2 separate regions of the Zea mays genome follow, and region 1 is linked to region 2. The links are chromatin contacts, called in public Hi-C maps. All regions are on one chromosome and are shown on one strand. The core of a region is the stretch at or near the end of the contact, and the rest is flanking DNA. Distances in the headings are between cores, read along the strand shown.

Region 1 (3,961 bases), core at 1,400-3,899, 140 kb before region 2:
AACTACTGAACTAGACTATATTCAATAATTTAAATACTCACGGGCGAGCACTTGAGCTGGAGGCTGCAGCACGAGCGAGCACCAAGCAGCCAAGCACAGGAGCAGCCAGCAGGCAGTAGGCGAGCAGGGAGGCGGCCAGGCGGAAGCAGCCAGCAAGCGAGCAGGCAGCAGGCGAGCAGGGAGGCGGCCAGGCTGGAGCAGCCAGCAAGCGAGCAGGCAGCAGCGGAGCAGCCCGCAACTGAGCGCCCAAGCTGCTGCAGAGCCTGCAGCACGCTGCCGCTGCGCGCCGGCAGGCCAGGCGCGGCCGAGCGGGAGTGCGGCCTGCGGGACGCGGCGACGGGCGGCGGACGGCTTAGCGCTTACGGTCGCGGACAATTGACTCGCGATGGCGGCTGACGGGCTGAGACAGTGAGATGGAAGAACTAATCTCTATTTGGGCCGGTCCAAGATATTGCCTAGGTTGGGCCATATTGGGCCCTCCGCCCCTGAGCGCATTCGAGACACTAATCTCCACTAGATCTATGCATCATTGCCAAACACTTGTGCAAACACCTTCAAACCATTTCAAGAGATCCGAGCACCCCTTTTGTTTAGAGATAGTCATTCTAGAGAGAGTGTGCTCTTGTGATCTGGGTTTTTAGTATTGTGTTGTTGTGTTTCTTGCTCTGTTGTAAAATCTAGCAAAAGGCTCTAAGTTTATAGAGTGCCCTACTGCGGAGACTATATCTCTTATTCTACAGGATCTGAGGGCTCAAACTTGATCGTTAGGATCAGTTGAGAGTTCTTAAGAGTTCGTGGTGATGGGTTAATTCTTGCTGAAGCTTCAATCATCATCAAATAAGAGTTCGGACTAACATCTGGTATGAACCTAACATGATTATTTCACGTTTGAATGATTTTTTTTGTTGAGAAGGCCTGGTTCAAATTCAAACGCCACTCGCTATTGATTATGACCCGTGAGCACTAGTACCGATCCTGCTTGATTTCAGTCAGGAAAACAGGGCTAGCAGTCCAGTCCAAGAGGTTTTAGTAAACCGTAAACCCATAGCCGTAGTCGCACGCACGCCTAAAATAAAACCTCACAAGTCACAACAGTGATGCGCCACTTTGAGAGAGAGAGGCCGGCGACGGCGTTGGTGGGTCAATGATATGACGCAGCCTCGCGCGGCGCCCATGGCCACGAGCCCACGACGACGCCGGTCGATCCCGTTAAACCACCCACCTACAACTAGCCTCTAATTACACCGTCCACGTCAAAACTAAGCACTAATATTTAAAACAGTAACCAGTGTTTTGATACGATTTTTATATATCATATAAATAAGTATTAAGATATTTATTTAAATATAATTATTTTTTATTTCTAAACGCTAAGATACGTGTGATCTGATGGTTAGCCACAAATTTCTAGAGCTGTAGTGTGGATTCGAGTGCTCGCTCTACATTTTTTGCACGGTGTGGTAGCTGCGTGGATAGAATCGGGGGCTAAACAGACGCAGTAGCTTGCTGCGTGGGCGCTAGGGTCCACAAAGTTATGGTAGCATCAGATACTCACATTAGATTTTTAACAGAGTAGTATAGATAAATAATTATTAAGATATTTATTTAAATATAATTATTATTTATTTATAAAAACTAAGTTATATGTGTTCTTGTAGTTACCCGAAATATTTAGAGCAAATATAGATATAGTTAATAAGCACGACAAAGTCAACGATACCCATCGAGCAAGCAGCGGTGAGTAGTCGCGGTGAGGACAGAGAACCGACCGCGCCCATGACACGATCAATCGACCTCCACTCCACCACCGATCGGATCGGACGTACCTTGGCCGGCGCAGGCAGTAGGGCGCTCTCCCCGGAGACGACCGACGCGAGCGCCTTCTTGAGCTGCAGCGACGTCGTCGTCGTCAGCAGCAGCAGCAGCCGGCGTCGCCCTCCCTTCCTCCTCCGCTTCTTCCCCTCCTTGCTGCTGTCGTCCCCGTCGCCGCCCGCGTCCCCCTTGTCGCTTCTCCGTGACCACGGCCACGCCAGCCATGACAGCTTGAGCCTGCGCCGCCCGTCCTTCCTCCTCCGCTTCTTCATCCCCTCCTTGCTGCTGTCATCGCCGCCGCCGCCCGCATCCCCCTTGCCGCTCTTCGGAGACCACGGCCACACCAGCCATGACAGCTTGAGCCTGCGACGCCACCGCCTCCTCTTCGCTCCCGTGCCGCCGGGTTTCCTGGGACCCCGGGACCCGGACGCGCCCGGCCAGAGGCATAACGGCAGGCAGGAGCAGGAGCAGGAGCACCAGCACTGCTGCCTCTCGAGATCGGCAGCGGCGGCGCCATCCTCGTTCTCGTTAAGCACAGCAGGCATGGTCCTCGCCACGCTAGCCAGCTAGAGCCGCAACGACGACGACGGCCGGCGCCCAGGAGACTGGAGACATGACATGTCACCGCGCCGGAAGCAATCAGAGGCTTGGAAGCTTCTTAACTGTGTTCTTGTGATCGTATCTGGCGGCTTGAATTGACCGGATAAAGAACTTCAGCTAGGCTAGCTAGCTATGTGCGTCACCTGCTCGATCGAGTTTAGAAGAGGCCGCTGGCCACAGTTTTCTACAGGCGCACGCGAACGCGGTGTTGCTTGTGGGGATCATGACTGCAACTCAGGGCCTTGGCACGTAGAGGTAGACCAGCTCGATCGCGAAAGCTAAGGCGAGGAGGAATTTTTTAAAAAAAAAACAGGTCACGGTCGGGCCTATTAGAAAACGTGGCAGAGACCGCTTTGTAGTGACCGCGCAAGAGGCAGACAAACACTGGCGCCAGCGAGGACAGGGGGGCTGCGCGCAAGTTTGCAACCAAAATGCTTAAAAACGGACCGGGATTAAGAGCATCTTCAAGAGCTTATGTATAATTATAGCTAAATATATAATGTTATAGAAGACCATCTGAAATAGATAGCGAAATAAAAGGTAGAGTAACTATTTGAAATAGATAGCTAAATAAAAAGTAAAGTAACCAATAGGTATTTTGTTTCCTTGCCTCACATGCAACCGCTGTTCCATAGTTGTTGGGCCGTACGAAACGTGCATGCAGGAGGGATGGAGGGTGATGCAACTTTTGAGTTTGTATGTCCTCCTCAAATATAATCAGTAAGGGCTTGTTCGGTTATTTTCAATCCATATGGATTGAAGGGGATTGATACGGATTGGAGGGGATTTTGACTTACTAGAGATTGAAACCCTCTCAATCCCCCTCAATTCATATGGATTGGGGTAGAACCAAACATGGCCTAAGGGGGAGAAAATACCAAGCAAGATACAGAAGAAAGATAAATAGTGAATCTGTTGGATGCGTTTTAAACTAGATTTTTCTCTTTGTTTTTACCGAATCTAAACATTTTACCTAGGTTGTTGGAGTTGCTCAATTGGAATTGGCGACTCTGAGGAACGACTATATCTTCTCGGAAACTTATGTTGTTCATTAGTAGAGAGAAGTAGGCGTTCTACTATCCGCGATTACGTGCTATTCCTTTGCCCTCGTAGGAGGACAAGTGTGCTAAAATGCTGCACAACTTTTTGCTTAGGTAAACCCAAGTTGCTCGTAGCTTTCTCTCCCCCCACGAACCGTCGTCGCACCTGTGTCAGGGATGGAGGGAGCCTGAGGTCGCCTAGTACTAAGGAACATAGAATTTTTTTTCATCTTGTTTAGATAAGGATGTTCCCCTAATTTATATGTGAGCTTGCTCAAGATAACCACCTTTACTATTCATGTGGAACTAATTTTCCATCATCTCACCACGTAGGAGTGGGTCTTTGAGATTAATTCTAAATTTTATTGGAAGATAAATATGACTTTAGCCCATGCACTCCAACAATCCTCCACTGGGTCTCAAAGACAACAACCTAATCAACTCTTGAAATATCCTCAAACACTATTTGATATACCATTTTTATGATGAAAATTTTTAAGTTGAGCATC
Region 2 (3,801 bases), core at 225-2,724:
TCTCCTCTTTTATCTAATCTCTCCTTGTATTTAGCACCTGAAATGATATTTTTGTGATAGTGATATGTGAAGGCTTTATTTTGTAAACTCGTGATTTATTTGATATCAGATGGAACTTGTTTAGATCAAAATTATGATTTTACGGGATGAACTTGTTTAATCTAAATTCATGAATTTGCGAGATGAATTCATTTGTGCTTCTTATTGTGTGGTATGCCCAGAATTTTTATCTATTATGTGTTACTGGATATTGCCCAGAATTTTTGCGGCAGCCAGAAAGCCTGCCTGCCCAGGCGGCAAACAGGAAGCCCAAGTGCCCAGTACATATATAAGTATGCAGGTGCAAAAGGACAGAAGAGCAAAAGTGTCCTTTCAGGTGCTAATACAAGGAGAGAGATTAGAAAAGAAAGAAAATACAGACAATGACATTGAAATCAAGTGTCACATGTTATGAGTCCTTTTTTGTGAAGTCAGCGTTATGGCAAAAGTACAAAGCACGATGTTTGAAGTCCCAAATATCCAAATTTCTCCTTCTAGCTCTTGGAAATGCTGAGTGAAGAAATCATAAGAAGATTACAAGGCTAATAACTGTAGCTTCTCTGTCTGAAAGGCTGACCAAAACTTAGCAACCAACCTTTTTCCTTCTGTAAGTATCAATATTCAGTTTCAATTTGATAATGTGATGTCTGTTATTCAGTCATCGAGTATACGTAGGGGTGGTAATGGATCATGATCCAAATGTTTCTTCACAAATTGCTAGGGCTCTAAATTATTTTTAGTTCAAAAATGAATAGAATTAGGGCCTGATCCTAACCCGATACGATCCTTACATTTTATAGTGTAAAATTTAGAGTCCATTGTCACCCCTAAGTATACGAGAATGCCACCGGTGTTTTTGATACAATAAGAAACTTTAGTGGTTGAAATCCACATTACAATCTAGATAAGTTTTCTAGCTAATATATCAGTCATGTATAAAACAACTACAACAAGCCAGGTTACCTCGATGAAGTAACCGGTGCCGACATCGACGAGGACCTTCTCCGCGTCGTCCAGTGAACCGGGAACGTAGAGGGACGCCGTAAGCGGCACGAGCATCTTCTTCCCTGCACACCCACCATCGACGCGAAGGGTTAGCCATCAATCGGCCGCCGGAAAGGAAGAGGAAACGAAACGAGCGACGCGGGTACGAAGTTACGTGCCTTGGGGGCGGAGGGATAGGTCCTGGAGCGCGGCGGAGGCGTTCTCGAGTCGGGTGGCGGCGGTGCGGATCTTGGTGAGGCTGTCCTGGAGGAGGTTGACCTCCAGATCCGTCTGCTCCTTGAGCCCCTTGAGCTGCTCCACGCTCAGCTTGTCCAGCTCGATCCGTGCAGGGCTCGCCATGGATATCGCCTTTGCTAGCTACGGCGCCAAGGCAGGAGTGGCGGCGGGTGTAAACGCGGAGGGAGGACGGAGGAGTAACGAGAGAGACGCGGGCGGTGGGTTGTACACTATAGTAAAAAATCTGAAAAATACATATATATCCTACACAAAGACGTAAATCACAATTGCCCCTATAGCTCAGTGGTAGAGCGTCAGTCTTGTAAACTGAAGGTCTGTAGTTCGATCCTGCATGGGGGCATATTTTATTTTTTGGTTTTCTAGTCTTCATTTCTGATTATAATTTTAAATTCCAGAATCGCAACTTCCTAGTCATTTCGGACCTGTTTGGATCCAGTTTTCAAAATCCAAATCGATCTTTTTTTCCCAAGACACACAATATTATTCCTAAGTAATGAAGGGAACGCGAACTCGTGAAGAATGATATCATGTGAAAGATCCAATCGCGAACTAAAAAAACGCTTTGCCAAGATTATTCACAAGAACTAAAAACGATTTTGTCAGGATTTTTTTCTCTAGACTCATACCGAGTAGCACTACATTTTCTATCATACTTTTTCTTAAGAATCATACGAGTATATTATGCTTGATTAAATAATAATGATTGTAACAAATATTTTTTTATAGAAAAACTGTAACCGACGCATCAATGCACATATTTCAATGGCGAGCCAACAGTTGACTCAGATAAAATCAAACATCATCCGTTTTATTTAATAAAAAACAGTGTTCTATCAACACGTACATAGGAATATAATTAATCACGATGTCATATACTAACTCAGTGTAGGCATATAGTACAATTTCATCGATCATGAAATCATGATCGTTAGCCATAAAGATCACCTGGTCCTAGATCTTCAAAGCACTCTCTCTCTAAGGGTTCGTTCGGTTGTACCGGAATAAGTCAGGATTCATTACAGCTTATCAAAATATATATAAATTAGAGAAGTAATCCGGGTAGGAATTAATCCGGGCCTCCAATCCCAAACAACCGAACAGAGCCTAATTTTTTTTCTTACTCCATACAAACTTCAAGGGATCAAGGGAGGATTATTGCTAACGGTGCCATTTGTTGTGGCTTGATTGTTACCAGTTGCATCATCTTGAGATGGTGAAGGCTAGTTCGCTTCAGTGTTCTCTTATGTGAGCTCCAGCGGCTGCTGCGTTGCTTGCACCCCATCATCCTTTTTATCTACACTTTTTTGGAAAAGGAAGATATATTAACTTCAAAGCTTGAGTTACATCTTTCGGTCTGTTTTCCAATGGAACACACCGCCCAACATTACTAATCGGCCGAGTACACTTTAGTGACTATCAATTCTTAGACTAGATCACCACCCATGAACCTAAGAAAAACACTTCATAGCCACGAGCAACAAAAGACGCGATGGCTTCACCGCAACCTCCTACGAATCTAGTCGTTTCATAGGTGCCCACGAACGAACCAGTGAACGACTCCAAAGATACCCTGCACAGAAAAGCAACAAACTTTTTTCTAAAAAAACATTATTTCTACTTAGCCACAAAGCCCAACATAGGTGGTGGGATCCCCTGAGTTTCGCACCATTTCCGAAAGGACTAGGGGAAACCATGGTACTAAGTCGTTCCACAACTACGATGGCGATGGACATGTGCGCTTGGCTAAACGAATGGTATGTCATAGTATGTTCTAACTTCGAAATACATAAAAATATGTCATTCTAACTTGTATGTACATGAAGTCAAAATCGGTCGTACACCCACAAATGTGGAGGTGTATATGCAAGGGCATAGGGGGTTTGATCCTCATAATCCTGATGTTTTATGCACTCAGGCAGCCACCGACTGTCTAGTGGGTTTAGGGTACTCTAGAATGTGTTTGTGCATCAACTTGTTGATGCATTTATATTTGGTATGTTTGCCTCCAGGCTTCATATGGGCAGGAGATGGTTCAACGACATGAGCAGGACTACGACTGGAGCAGCCAGTCAATCGACTCTCAGGCAGCATATGCTAGCGTAGGAGGACAAGCCCATGGACGGTGAGAGTATTTTATTTGGATTTCAAAGTTAAGCTCATATGCTTGTGATTGAACTGAGTTCATGGTTTACTCTACTAAGTCCATGGTTCACTCTTGTAGGTTGGGTATTTTTTATCCTACGATTGGATCTAAGGAGCTAAGATGTCGTGGACAACCGTCCGCATCCTCGTCCTCACAGGTGTCTCATTCTCGATCCTCCGCCCAGGACATATAGATTACAGTGTTGTGGCAGTAGTTAGATTATCATCAAGCAGGTTTGAGGCAATAGGTGGAGTACCAGAGGCAGCAAGCTGATTACCATAAGAAGAAGGACGAGTATTATTCGAACCTCATGGCCTAGAATCAAGCTCTCCTATCGGTAAGTTGAAGTAACATTTTGTTTGTAACAACTACAAACA

Evidence for each region. Hi-C and Micro-C count contacts between places; a contact is called where the count stands out from the background.
Region 1: a contact with region 2 is called in a Hi-C map of leaf, with 3 times the contacts expected there. The contact joins the promoter of LOC103643439 here to the promoter of LOC100284633 in region 2. A contact is called at or near these places in 2 of 25 Hi-C or Micro-C datasets (ear and leaf).

Annotation. Positions count from the first base shown.
Region 1 is chr1:235,364,283-235,368,243 of Zm-B73-REFERENCE-NAM-5.0, reverse strand. LOC103643439 reads right to left here and starts at 2,649. Exons shown (of 2, transcript XM_008666621.3): 1 at 1,827-2,649. The coding sequence starts at 2,357.
Region 2 is chr1:235,226,876-235,230,676 of Zm-B73-REFERENCE-NAM-5.0, reverse strand. LOC100284633 reads right to left here and starts at 1,474. Exons shown (of 4, transcript NM_001157528.2): 1 at 1,203-1,474; 2 at 1,003-1,106. The coding sequence starts at 1,383. TRNAT-UGU (transfer RNA threonine (anticodon UGU)) reads left to right here and starts at 1,550; the gene lies at 1,550-1,621.